Linked DNA regions of Mus musculus: regions 1 and 3 are each linked to region 2. Evidence: chromatin contacts called from public HiChIP or PLAC-seq and promoter capture Hi-C data. All regions are on one chromosome and are shown on one strand. The core of a region is the stretch at or near the end of the contact, and the rest is flanking DNA. Distances in the headings are between cores, read along the strand shown.

Region 1 (4,791 bases), core at 1,847-4,346, 2.4 Mb before region 2:
GGCAGAATAAAGACAGTTCACAGAATCTTTAGGTAAGAATTAAAGAAGAATGACTGCTATTGGCCAACAGTGAAGGACTTGAGTCAGATTGAAAAAAGAACTGAAGACTTCAGACGAGGAGTTGGCCCTCATTGTAACAACTGAGATACTACTGATGGCAGTCTTGTTAATGCACCTTCTACCCTCGTCTGGGTTTTTGTTCTGGTCAGAACATGCATTCTGGTCATTATTTCTTCTTACTGTGAGGACTCTTAATCTGTCCCACACTTTTCCTATGCTGGAGACTCTTGCTCTGGCTTTCAATTTTACCATCTGCAGGACTCTGGCTTTGCTTCCGACTTCTCTTATGGTGTTTGACACCCATGTTGGTACTCTCATTACGGTCCTGAGTACTGCTTTGGAGAGGACTACTGCTCCGGCTCCGACTTCTGCTCTGAAAGGCACCCCTTCTTAGGGGACTCTTGCTTTGATTATGAAGGGAGCTGTTCTTGTTTGGGCTCTGACTTTTGTTTTGGTGGTTAATCTGGCTGTCACTACTTTGATAGTCACTACAAACAATAGTTGAACTGACAGAAGTGCTACAGGTAGAGGAGGTCTTGGATGGAGGCAAAGAACAGCTGTAGGGGATCTGGGAGGGATTGTTCAGTGGGACTGGAGAAGTCACAGCATAGGTATGAATGCCACAGGGAACAGTAGTGGGGCAAAACCGAGCTCGAGGGACAACAGGTAAACATCGGGGGTCAAAGGGTGTTCTCAAAGGGATAAAAGAATAGATGTGGGTGGAACAAGGAGGCGCCACAGACTTGATATGGGATGGCGGACCCCTGGGAGCAGAATAAGTGCCACAAGGGAGAACCGCAGGCTGAGGGAGAGGTATAGACTGATTTAGGGGACTAGAGAGTGGGGATAAATGGGAGGTGGGAGGAACCACAGAATACATATGAGTATTGCAGGGGGAAACTGGAGGTGGTACGTGGGGACTACTCTTAGGATATCTACTGGGCAAAGCAGGATTACAAGGCGAGCTATGAGGACAGGAAGTAGGAGCAACAGTTTTGAGGACAGCGGTCTCTGGGGGAGGTTCTTTTGGGCAGGAATTTGAAGTAGTTGTGATGGCTGGCTCCATACATGGACTAAAGAGGCCAAAGGACTGGGAGGGAGGCTGAGGACAGGTGTTGGTCTTATGGGATTTAGAATGGCTAGGAGGAGTGTGGTGGGGTGTATTGTCTAGGGACCGACACTTGTAGGGATTGCGTCGTGATTCAGGGGATTTGGGGGACTTCATTTGAGGGGGAGCTGAGGTAGGAGGGCGGGGTTCATTATAACCTCTGGGTGACTGAGGTGGAGCTACACACTGGTTGTTCAGGGGAGATGGGAAATACGGGGAAGGATTAGGACACTGAGGAAGAGGTGGTCCTGTGGTGCAGGAAGGACCAGAAATTATAGTACCTGGGGTTAGTAAGAGGTAAGAGTTCCCCCCAGGCTCCCACAGAAAGGACCCTACACAGGGCTTCTGGAGAGCCTGAGGCAGGGATGAGCTAGGAGAACCAGCACTCTCAGGTGGTAGGTTGATAACACAGAAAGGACTCCTAGGGGCAGATATCTGGGAATCTGGGCATAAATGGGAATAATGAATACAGCCCTCTTGAGGTGAGATGGGAGAGCCAGACATGCCTGCCTGAGAAGAAAGTGGAGGGCCACAGCCATTTTTCCCAAGAGGTACATCAAGCTGTGGTTTAGGTTCACAAGAGTTTGGAGGCATAGGGTTGTCGTGGTAAGGGTTGCCAGAGGGTGGGGAAGATGCTGAAGAAAGGGGAGGATCATTGTAACTTCTTCTAGAGGGACAGTGGGGCCCTCGGTGAGAAATGGATGCAGGGGTTAGAGGTCTAGTTTCCACAGATCGGTGAGCAAGGGGAGGTGAAATTGCAAGGCCAGGTCTCAGGGGCCGATGGGTAAGAAGAGGTGAAATGATGGAGTAATTTCCCTGGGACCCTGGCATAAGGGGAGTCGAAATCACCGGGCCTGTCTCCAAGGTTATATGAGTAAGTTCAGGGGAAGTTACTGGGCTGGCTCTAGGGGCCTGATGAATGAGAGGTGGGGAAGTCACATAACAAAGACGCGGACTTGGAGGGCATGAACGCTGAGATTCTGGGGAATCAATATAGTTGCAACATAGGTTCCGCTGATGAGGAGAGGGTGACCCCTGAAGGCTGAATCGGTCAAAACAAGGAGAGGATGAACCAGCTGGCTCTTGTCTGTACAGCCTTCCTAGGAGTGGAGAAAAGGGTTCAAAGGGGCACCTCTCCGGTGGGGGTGGGGAGGAGAGGACTGGGGGCGGAGGGGGCGGGGTGGGGATCCGTCGAGGTAAGCACGGAGAAGAAATGGTGAGGCAAGAGAAAGGTTCTCTAGAGTAAGGGGGGTTGGTGAATCTGTTGCCTGCATTTGGAGAAAGGCCAGCATTACAGGAAAGGTGGTCGTTGAAGTCTTTCCCGGGCGCCACAGGCACCTCGAGAGTGAGAACAGGGGTGAATCCTTTCCTGCAGGACGACGGAGACTCAGGAGGGAAGGAGTAGTTGTTAGGGCAGTCTGCTTGAGGTGAAGTTGAAGGGGCTGAAATTTTAAGGAGGAAAGGAGGGGAAGAGTTCATGGGACTGGAGGGGAAGGGTAAGAGGGAGGAAAGAAAAGGAAAAAGAAGGGTGGGAAGGGCAAGATAAAAGTAAGCAAGAAAAAGTAACATGAGGCGATGTAACGTCACCGAATGAAAGCTCAGGCCGTGACTTAACAGAGAGGGGCGGAGTCAGGGGGCTGCTTACGCAACAGGAAGAGGCTTGTGGTTAATAAAAGGACAGGCAGGCGTGAGACAAGAGCTCCAAGAAGGTTACGGTCCCTGGAGTTCATGTCCCGAATGCAACTGTGAGTGACGGGAAACGCAAGGGCTGGATAAGTCTCCCTCTAATGTCAGACCTTACCCATTTCTTCTTATATCGATATCTCCGCGGGACCGGCGTGAAGTCCACGAGCTTCAGCAGCTTCCGAACACATCTTAAGACGGGCGCAGCCATGTCAACTAACAACGCCAATAATTCCGACTGAAACTGCAGCTGCGCTCTCGCGGGTTCCGGGAAGGATTGAGGGCTGCTTAGAATATCAGCGGCAGACAGGGCGGGGCTAGGCTTGCGGCGCCCCCAGGGCTCCGCCTACCTCCACACCCCACCCACCAGAATCCTCGGGGCGCACACGAAGCGGTGGCTGTGCTAGAGCATCTAAAGGAGCTCCTAGGAAGTTGCAGGGAAGGCCTTCTGGGCTCAACCTGCATGGAGAAAGCTGCCGAGGTAGAACGAAATTAGAGCAGACTATAGACAGAAGCGGAATTGCTAGGAAGCCATAGAAGCCAGTTTCAAGATCTTCCTTTTAGACGGTTCTTTTCAAGACTCGGTACCTAATTTTGTGTTCTTTCTGAGACTATCAAATTGACTACGCCGCTTAGGATCCAAGAAGAAAGGGGGTGATCACTATTTTTAGAAATGATCGTTTGGCTGAGCAGAGTGGCATATGTCTTTATTCCAGCACTTGGAAGGCAGAAGCAGACGGATCTCTGTGAGTTCCAGGCCAAGCTTGGTTTTCATAGCTACAGGTCAGACAGCTTTTCTGTAACCTTACATTTATTCTTATAATGTATTGCCACCCACCATATAGTATAATCAGCTAAGTCGTAATTTTTTAAAAATGTTAAGTATGTCAAACTGATCTCTGGAAGTTGTGGGGCAGCCAACGTCTTTGAATTAGTGAGCTCCAGATTCCATGAGACCATCTGAAGACGTGTGGTGTTGACCTGCAGCTGCCATTCATAGACCATATGCACATATGCATGAACATATACAAACATATAACACACTCTTTTCTTTTCCTTTTGATTTTTGAGACAAGATCTCACTACATAGTCGTGGCTGGCCTATAACTCTCTATGTACACCAGGCTAGCCTGGAAATTATACCTGCTTGCTTCCGTCTCCCAAGGGCTGGGATTAAAAGGGTGTGCCCAAACTGTAACTCATACAAATATAGAATGAGCACCTGCCAAAAATTGTACTCATCATCCAAGTCACATACGTATCTGTCATTATCTTTTTTTTTTTTTTTTTTTTTTTTTTTTGGTTTTTCGAGACAGGATTTCTCTGTATAGCCTTGGCTGTCCTGGAACTCACTTTATAGACCAGGCTAGCCTCGAACTCAGAAATCTGCCTGCCTCTGCCTCCCAAGCGCTGGGATTAAAGGCATGCGCCACCACCGACTGGCTATCTGTCATTATCTTAAACAATAAAAGTAAAATAAGACTTAAACAAGTGAGAATTTGAGTTTCAAAATTTTAGTGAGCCAAATGAGGCCACGATGGCACATGTCCTTTTGTTTCTTTTTTTTTTTAAGAATTTTTTTTTTAAGATTTATTTATTATTATATGTAAGTACACTGTAGCTGTCTTCAGACACTCCAGAAGAGGGAGTCAGATCTCATTACAGATAGTTGTGAGCCACCATGTGGTTGCTGGGATTTGAACTCAGGACCTTTGGAAGAGCAGTCAGTGCTCTTAACCGCTCAGCCATCTCACCAGCCCCTTTTGTTTTGTTTCTTGATTTATTTATTCACTTTACATCCCAATCACTACCCCTTTACCAACTCCCCTCCCACAATGCCTCCCCCATTCCCTCTTCTCCTCCTAGAGGGTGGAGGTCCCCCCCCAGCTATCTCCCCACCATGGCACATCAGGTCTGCTTGGCAAAACGTATCCTCTCCC
Region 2 (4,491 bases), core at 761-3,260:
TTATGAATACTCAGTGGACAAAACCATCTCTCAACTCTAAGTGTCACAATTAAACTCAACCCCGCCTTGTCCTCTCCTCTTAGTAGTCCCTCGTTTATAGCTGAGTGTCTGTAAAGACCTCAGCTCAAATGCTTTCTCACCTTGACAGCGCCTTGATGTTGAGTGAATGTTTGCAGGGGAGCCCATCCACTTTCTCCAGGACCACTAGGCCACACGTTGACAATGTTATCATTGCCACCACTTGCCAGATGTCGTCCATCTGGGGCCCAGCGAAGCCCACATACTTCCTGGCTATGGCCACTCAGTGTGGCCACATGGTGTTCTGCTACCCGAACATCATGGTGGTGGATGTGGCCAGACCGTGAACCACTGAGAGAAGAAGAGATTTAGTTCCGGATGGCAGAAACCGGAAAGGTTCTGCTATAGACTGGGAAAAACACCGACCTGGATAGGATATAGCTGTTCCAACTGAGGGAGCTTACTCGAGCGGAGTGACTGGTCATGTTTCGAAGTCGTTTCTGCTGCTGCACATCCCAGAGCTGCAGAGGAATGACCACAGGGTCACAGATGTAAGGTGGGCAAGCTCCCCCCTGAGCCCAGTGACCACAGAGCCACAATACAGGCAACCAGGCTCACCTGGACCTCAGCATTGCTGGTGCCTACAGCTAGGTAGTTGCCCTCCTTGATCCAGGCCACCGAGGATATGTAGTCTCCAGGCTGCTCCATTTGCAACAACTGCAGGATGTCACCAGAACCAGCGTTCCATAAGTACACACTGTTGTCCAGTGCCACAGCCAATACATTTCCAGAGCTCCAATCTACAAGATTCAGGTCTGCCAGGGGAAGGAAGAAAACATGAGGTCCTTTGTTGGACTGGTCCATTCCTAGGCCATCTTTCTCCATCCGCAAAGACAACAGTGCACTCACAGTAGTCATTCCGGATTTCGGGGGCATCAAGGATCCTGTCTGGCAGAGAAGGGATGTATCTGCAAGTCTTCCTGCTGGAGCCAGGCGTGGCTTTCTGACTGTACAGTACTTTCAGTCTGTTCTGGTAGCCTGTGGCAAGAGAGTGGGTCTAGACTTGGAAACTGATACCCATCCACATGTGGAAAAGCAGCCACATGTCTCCCCTTAGGAAGGACTGACACCAGCCTCGATGATGTCACTCACTCCTTACCTTCTGGGGCATTCTGAGGTTTGCCGCTGAGCCTGAGGATCTTGGCTTCCTCCACATCAAAACCGTTCAGGTTGAGAGACCAGGCTTTCTGATGCTCCTGAAATACACGGCAAGTGAGGGGAGGAAGACCGGTATCAGCCAGGGGACAGACACCTCAAGTCTCATGACCCCTGTGGAATCATACCTTTTTGGTGGGCGTCCCCCTGTCTTCCGGCTGGTTTTCCTTGCTTAAGAGGAAGCTGGCCACCTCCATTTGAGAAGCACTGCGTTGGGGGATAAAGCGGTCACCTCCAGGTTTGCTAGGGGTGGTCTGAACCTTGGAACTAGATTTGCCTGGGGGCAGGGAGAGAGAAGTCAGACAGCCTGACGAGGCTCCCGGAGGGAGCATGAAGACGGACTCTCAGCGATTCCAGCTCCCTCCACCCACTCACCAGGAGTTCGGCCCGGGGTCCGCCCGGCGCTGTGTGATCTGTTGGCGGCCCGCATGGGCGAGGGGGCTGGGCCTGTGGCTTCCTTTGCTTTGCGCTGCCAGCGCGCAACCGGGGCATTGGGGATGGGTGCGTCCAGTTGAAGCAGTGAGTGCAAATCGCTCTCGAACACGAACTGCGCCATGGCACCGCTACCGGGGCGAAAGGCGACCAAGCGCGATCCTCGCCGGGCTCCTGGGCTCCGCCTGCCACAGCTCGCAGCAGCCCGGTCCCTCTCCGTACTCAGCTCTCCCGAACACAAACCCCCAGCTCCTCGCAGCGCGTCAGTGCGCCTGCCGAACGCGTTCTTTTCCAGACAAGCTAAGGACACGCCGGACTGTTGTTCTTAAACTCTCCGCTGCTAGCGTTCATTGGCTCCTTCAAAACCCAACTGTCTTAACCGTCGCCCTTGCCGATTGGTCGCTACACTGAAGAGGGCCGGGTCTTCCGGGAGCAAATCTCACGAGAGTGCGACGACCAAGCATTTGGAAGGAAATCCCGAACCCATCTCTGGGAGCCTTCGTCCCTGCCCGAATCGGAGCCCGAATCGGAACACGGGGGCGGGTCCCGCACAGTTAGTCCTCGGGATCCGCTCTCTGCCGGCCATCTCTCTGGGTTGGGCCCGGCAGTTAGAGCATCTGGGAATCTTTGAAAGGTCACATCGAAGCCTGTGGGTGGTACTTAGGTCACACGTTCACACATACACACATTCTCTCTCTCTCTCTCTCTCTCTCTCTCTCTCTCTCTCTCTCTCTCTCTCTCTCTCTCTCTCTCACACACACACACACACACAGAGAGAGAGAGAGAGAGAGAGAGAGAGAGAGAGAGAGAGAGAGAGAGAGAGAGAAACTCAACCTCAACCCGGAGGACCCAGTTGGTTAGAGACGGTGGGGAGGTGGCAGTCTGAATGGGGAGGGCGCCTGAAACCCTGCTAGGAAGGAAGTATGCGGACCAGTGTGGGGTTCTGCAAACACAAAGTGAGAGGAAGGGGTGTGTGTGTCAAAACAATGATCAGAATTCCAGCCTTTCGTCGTGAAGATTAGGTTAGGCTGTTCTTGGGGACATCACATCCTGTGGAGGACTCCCGTGGGACTTAGGATTCTTCAGAGACCTAGAGATCTCCTTACCCCCGTTGCACATAATCTGCCAGAGCGACACCCATTTTGTTTGTTTCAGACAAGGGTCTCACTATGCAGTCCGGGCTGGCCTGGAATTCACCTTGTAGAAAAAACTGCCCTGGATCTCAGAGATGCGGTGGAATTTAAGGCGTGTGCCACCACGCTGGGCCAAGAACCTGGTTATGCTGATAGAAAAACCAAGGTGCAATACAAGAAATTAGCCCAAGGTCATAAAAAGAGGTTGGTAAGAATCCAGGTCTGGGGCCTGGAGAGATGCCTCAGTTAGAACTTCTTGCTCTTCCACGGGAAGAAAATTTGGTTTTGTCAGGCAGCGCACAACTACCTCTAACTCCAGCTCCAGGGCATCGATGCCCTCTTATGGAACCAGCATACAGATGGCACACAAACACACCCCTCCTCCCCGATAAAAATAAATTATTTTAAAGCGGAAAGGAGGTTAGAAAGATGATGGCTTAGCTGTTATCGCTAGATGCTCTTCCAGATTACCTAGGGTTCAGTTCCCGGCGCCCAATATAGGTATTCAAGATCTATTACTGTAGTCCCAGGGGATCCAGTGCCTTCCCTGGCCTCTGCCAGCATCAGGTGTGCATGAGGTATACAGACATAGATGTAGGCAAAACACATACACACTTTAAAAAAAAAAAAGTGGCCCTTTGATCTCTGCACCCACAGCGCACCTCTTCCTTCTGGTGACAATAAAAAACATTAAAAAAAAAAAAAAAAAGCGCCGGGCGTGGTGGCGCACGCCTTTAATCCCAGCACTTGGGAGGCAGAAGCAGGCGGATTTCTGAGTTCGAGGCCAGCCTGGTCTACAAAGTGAGTTCCAGGACAGCCAGGGCTACACAGAGAAACCCTGTCTCGAAAAAAAAAAATAAATAAATAAATAAATAAATAAATAAATGGCAGACTCTGAATTGGTCAGTCTAAATTCTTTTTTCAAAAAAAAAAAAAAAAAAAAAAAAAAAAAAAAAGCGCCAGGCAGTGGTGGAGCACACCTTTAATCCCAGGACTTGGGAGGCAGAGGTAGGTTGATCTCTGAGTTCGAGGCCAGCCTGGTCTACAAAGTGAGTTCCAGGACAGCCAGGGCTATACAGAGAAACCCTGTCTCGAAAAACCAAAAACAAAAAAAGGAAGGATCTAGGATCTAGGTGACTCCCATTTAGTGCAGGGCTTTAGTGACTTACATGAATATGCACAAAGGTAAAACAACATTAATACAAATAATAATTACTAGTTGATCATCTGCTAACTACTGCATTAAAACAGTTTACGTACATATTTTGGAAACACACTCTCATGTAGCCAGGCTGGCCTTGAACTCCACATAGTTTAGGAAGACCTTGAACTTTTTAAGATTTATTTTATTATTATATGTAAGTACACTATAGTTGTCTTCAGACACTCCAGAAGAGGGAGTCAGATCTTGTTACGGGTGGTTGTGAGCCACCATGTGGTTGCTGGGATTTGAACTCTGGACCTTCGAAAGAGCAGTCAGGTGCTCTTACCCACTGAGCCATCTCACCAGCCCTTCTTTTTCCTTCTTCTTCTTTTTTTTTTTTTTTTTTTTTTTTTTTTTTTTTTTTTTTTTGAGACAAGGTTTTGTGTAGCACTGGTTGTCCTATAACTCACTGTGTAAACCAGGCTGACCTCGAACTCAAATGTGTCTGCCTTCGGAGTGCTGGGATTAAAGGTGTGTGTCACCACATCT
Region 3 (4,369 bases), core at 1,715-4,214, 2.4 Mb before region 2:
CTAACCAAGACAGTACCCTACAAGTGAGGACAGGAGGTGCCACTGTAACCTCTGCTCTTTACTCTTTTTGTGATTGGCAAGGTTTCTCCTAAGTGTAAAGATGTTACATAGAATATAGATGCTAGTTTTTCATCAATAAGGTTTCTTAAAACGCCTTTCAAGAATTTATTAAGGGGCTGGAGAGATGGCTCAGCGGTTAAGAGCATTGACTGCTCTTCCAGAGGTCCTGAGTTCAATTCCCAGCAACCACATGGTGGCTCACAACCATCTGTAATGTGATCTGATGCCCTCTTTGCTAGCAGGGCTGGAGCAGGCAAGCAGGCGGGCAGGCAGGTGGGGGGGTGGGGGGGATATAAAAAAAAAAGAATTAAAGGGATAGAGAGATGGCTCAGTAGCTAAGAGAACTTGCTGTTCTTGCAAAAGAATCAGCTTTGACTCTCTTTTTTAAAGATTTATATTTAAGTATATGAGTGGTTTATCTGCATGTATACCTGCATGTCAGACAGAACAAGGCATTAGATCATTAGATTAGACAGAAGAGGGCATTATAGATGGTTGTGAGCCACTATGTGCTTGCTGAGAATTGAAGAACAGCCAGTGTTCTCAACCACTGAGCCATCACTCCAGCCCCACTAGATTTGACTCTTAACACCCACATGTCACCTCAAGACCATCTCTACCTCCAGTCCCAGGGGATCCAACACCATCTTCCAGCCACATATGTAGGTAAAACAATTGTATGCATAAAAATAAACTATTTTTTAAAATTCACAAAGAAAAAGTATCCCCCTAAAAAGATCCTCTGACATCAGAGCTCAGTGGTAAAGAATACCTGAGGCCCTGGGTCCAAGTCCTAAAACCATCAGGTAAAATTGCTTGCTACCAAGCCCGACAACCCGAGTTTGATCCCAGGAGCCCATGTGAAAGGACCTACAGACAGAAGCATGCACAAACCAACACCTATACATGCTCACAAAAGATGGCTCAGCAGTTAAGAGCACTTGTCTCTCTTCCAAAAAAACCCTGGCTCTTCCTAGCTCCTACATGGTTGCTCACAAACGTTAACTCCAGTTCCAGAAGATCTAGTGCCCTCTTATGGTCTCAGAGGGCATCAGGCATTGCAAGTGGTGCAAAGGTATACATGTAAGCAAAATACAAATATACACTTAAAGTAAAAATAAAATCGGGGGGGGGGGGGGACACACCTGAAATTAGCATTCTAGAAGCAAGACAACTGTGTCATTTCCCAATTGGCATTACTATAACAACACTAATGTGCTAAAAACACCATGCTAAACAAATCCAAATACAGGTCTAATTCTGTTTCCACCAATGAGAAAATCCAAAGTCACACTGAATAAAAAGATTTCATCTCCATTCATTATGGATCTTTCACAAAATTAATTTAACTTTCTTCATTTTATTATTTGATTTGTTGGTTTATTGTTTTTTTGAGAAAGGATCTCTATAGTCCTGGCTGTCATGGAGTTTGATATGAAGACCAGGATGGCTCTGAACTTACAGAGATCCTCCTGCCATTGCCTCCTGAGTGTTGGGATTAAAGACACGGACCACCATGCCCAACTTTCTTAATTTTAAAACTTCTATCTGCTGTGGTATCCTGTTAAACTTTCTGAGAATGAAAACTTGAAAAAATTAAGGGATAAATAATTTGCCAACTAATTAATCCATTAAGCCCTGATGGCTTGTCCTGAAGTAGACAAGACAAATGCACAGGAAATGGAAGCAAAGTGAGTCTCGGGCTAGAGCTCTGGCTCTCAAGCCTGGACGTCTGCATTGGAGTCCCAGTTGTATTGTCTTGCTAGTTGTGTGCCCTCATTCAAGATAAACTTCCTTGCTTGCTGCCTCATGTAATAAAAGTGACAAAAATATATAATGTACCTGATATTTACCTCATGGGGAAACTGTGCAAGTTAAGTATCTTAGTGCATATAAAGCACTCAGCACATAAGCAGCCAATATTTATCACAATGATGCTCAACTTGGGAAAGAGCTCCCTCTTGCACCACAGAATTACACTACACATTCTTAAACTGTCCCCAAAGGCACAAGTCCTCGGCCATCTCCATCCCAAAAGATAAAGAACCGCTTTTTGTTGGAGATGCTGGGAAGCGAATACAGGGCTTGTTAATGCTAGGCAAGAGCTTTACCATGAAGCTACACCCCAACTCCTGAAAGCACTTTTCCGAAGACTAGGGTCCCCGAAATCTCCATAAATAAATTCTGACCTAAGCTACGTTAAAGACTAACGTTAGTTTTTTGCTTCACGCACTTATCAAGTTAGAACCTCAAAACATTTATCAAATTAGAACCTCAAAAACCTGGGGGGGGGTTGTTTGTTTGTTTACACAAGTTTATCAGTGCAGCATTATAAACTCCAGTTACACTTTCACATTCCTGGTTTGGGGAAGCCAATCCCGAGAAAGACTAGCTATTAATCTGCCCAAGGTCAACCAAAGAATTCTGAAGGTAAGTAACGGAAACCACCTCTCTGGACCCCGCAAACCCTAGGCTATAAACCCGGACTAAGAGAGCCCCGGGAGGTGCTTTGTTGAGCTAGGTCCCGGGCCCGCCAACCTCGAAGCCTTACCTCTTTGGGGTCTCCAGATCCAGTGAGCATCTTTCGTTCGTCCTCTAGTCCCATGTCGGGAGCCGGTTTGGGATCCAACAAGCGCAACCAGAGTAGTACTCCACTTCAGGTTTAAGAAGGACTAGTAAGGGTCACTCGACGGATATCCGGCGACCTGGCCGGAAGTGCGGCATACTCCTCGTAGTCCCGAACACACGCACAAATTGGGCTGTACTACTCGCTAGCTACGAGACGTAGGGGGAGCTGCTATATACGCCTGCAAAGAATTTGCTAAGAAACATCCTTTCGGTCACTTCTTGCCCAAATGTGTTGATCTACAGTATTTTTCCAAGTAGTATTCCCTAAGATACTTGAGTCATCTGCTCCTCTGTTTGACGATCTTTTAATGTTGTTTCTGTTCTTCCCCATATCCCTTATGGAGCGGTCCTAAAAGCTGACCTCTTCAAGATGGCGGCCCGCGGGTGTCATTCTCGGGCTCGCGCACCTCCCCAAGATGGCGGCGCCCGAGGCCTGGCGCGCCCGGAGTTGCTGGTTCTGTGAGGTAGCGGCAGCAACGACCATGGAGGCCACGTCCCGGGAGGCGGCGCCAGCGAAGAGCTCGGCCTCGGGCCCCAGCGCTCCCCCCGCCCTGTTCGAGCTGTGCGGGCGGGCAGTGAGCGCCCATATGGGGGTTCTGGAGAGCGGGGTGTGGGGTAAGTCGCGGAGTGAGGGGCGACCTCCGGCAGCGAGCGGGGGCGGCCCGGCGGCCAGGGGGCGCGGGGGGCGAGGCCGAGAGGCCCGGGGCCAGGCCCAGCTGGGAGCCCCGGGAGTTCGATGGTGGAGTCGGAACAGAAATTCCGTGACTGACAGGGCGGGACGGAGTGAAGCCTGAGACCGAGGGAGCCGGTGAAGCCGAGCCGCGGCTCGCCTGGGGGGCGCGGGGGGCGAGGCCAGAAGGCCCGGTACGGGGCAGAGCTGCCAGGGCCCTAGCGACGGGGGCTGGAGTAGCAGGCCGGAGCCACAGGCTCGGAACTGACACTGGGCTGGACCGGACTGAACGGAGGATTCTCGGATCTCGAACCGACGGGGCAGGGATGGCCGGGCTGCCCCGGGGCAGGGACCGACTTTGGCAGGCCCGACCCGAGGCAAGGAGGCCAGGCCCGCAGCCACCTGCGCTGCCGGCCCGGGGCCTCCGCTGTCCGCCGGGCACACCACCGGTACCTGGACTCCGGGAGCCCCGCGGATGGGCGGGGTGGGACAGCCCAGTGGAGAGCGAGCGAGGGACCGGAGTCGCGGGGAGAAGCCGAAAAGGCTGGGAGCGCCGTGGCCTGTTTGACGGCCCGAGCGAGGGCTGAAGGGAGCGCACCGACGCCCCAGACCTCGCTGCTAAACTGAGCTGCGGGTCTGCCCGCCGAGCAGGTAGCGCCGGTGGCCTTCTGGATGGACCGGGGCGGTGGTGGAGAAGGTAGGAAAGTGAGTGGAGGGCTCCGGGAGACGCTCCGTAAGCACGGACAGGCTCGGGAGACCGGCCGGCGGGAAGGGCCGAAGAGGCCTCAGGCCGGGCAGGGGCCAGGGTATCCCGGACTGCGGAGCTAGAGTCGGGTGAGACGCGTCATGGGGAAGAGGCCTTGGGCCGAATAGGAGGGAGCCGAGGCCTTAGTTGTGAGAGCGGCCGGTACGGAGGGGCTGGACCCGGCTAGACAGTCCGCTCCGCTCCGGTGTGAGCCAAGGCCTTCTGCTCCCCGACCAGATGGCAAGGAGGCCCTGCTGGAGGAGGAT

Evidence for each region. HiChIP or PLAC-seq counts read pairs in DNA pulled down with a chosen protein or histone mark. Capture Hi-C pulls out chosen DNA fragments and counts their contacts.
Region 1: a contact with region 2 is called in an H3K4me3 HiChIP or PLAC-seq map of embryonic midbrain, with 11 times the contacts expected there. The contact joins the promoter of Nsun4 here to the promoter of Cdc20 in region 2. A contact is called at or near these places in 3 of 39 promoter capture datasets (hippocampal neurons, liver and pre-B cells), 1 of 115 datasets of contacts at active chromatin or transcription factors (embryonic midbrain) and 2 of 9 other capture datasets (adipose tissue and liver).
Region 3: a promoter capture Hi-C map of adipose tissue shows a contact between it and region 2, with 2.4 times the contacts expected there. The contact joins the promoter of Lrrc41 here to the promoter of Cdc20 in region 2. A contact is called at or near these places in 2 of 39 promoter capture datasets (erythroid cells and pre-B cells) and 3 of 9 other capture datasets (adipose tissue, liver and macrophages).

What each region holds. Positions count from the first base shown.
Region 1 is chr4:116,050,715-116,055,505 of GRCm38.p6, forward strand. Nsun4 (NOL1/NOP2/Sun domain family, member 4) reads right to left here and starts at 3,097. Exons shown (of 6, transcript NM_028142.5): 1 at 2,970-3,097. The coding sequence starts at 3,062.
Region 2 is chr4:118,435,333-118,439,823 of GRCm38.p6, forward strand. It overlaps Cdc20 (cell division cycle 20), which reads right to left and starts at 2,011. Exons shown (of 10, transcript NM_023223.2): 1 at 1,609-2,011; 2 at 1,362-1,510; 3 at 1,178-1,274; 4 at 928-1,056; 5 at 637-833; 6 at 445-539; 7 at 141-369. The coding sequence starts at 1,789.
Region 3 is chr4:116,072,305-116,076,673 of GRCm38.p6, forward strand. It overlaps Lrrc41 (leucine rich repeat containing 41), which reads left to right and starts at 2,965. Exons shown (of 10, transcript NM_153521.2): 1 at 2,965-3,303. The coding sequence starts at 3,105. Uqcrh (ubiquinol-cytochrome c reductase hinge protein) reads right to left here and starts at 2,766. Exons shown (of 4, transcript NM_025641.3): 1 at 2,612-2,766. The coding sequence starts at 2,665.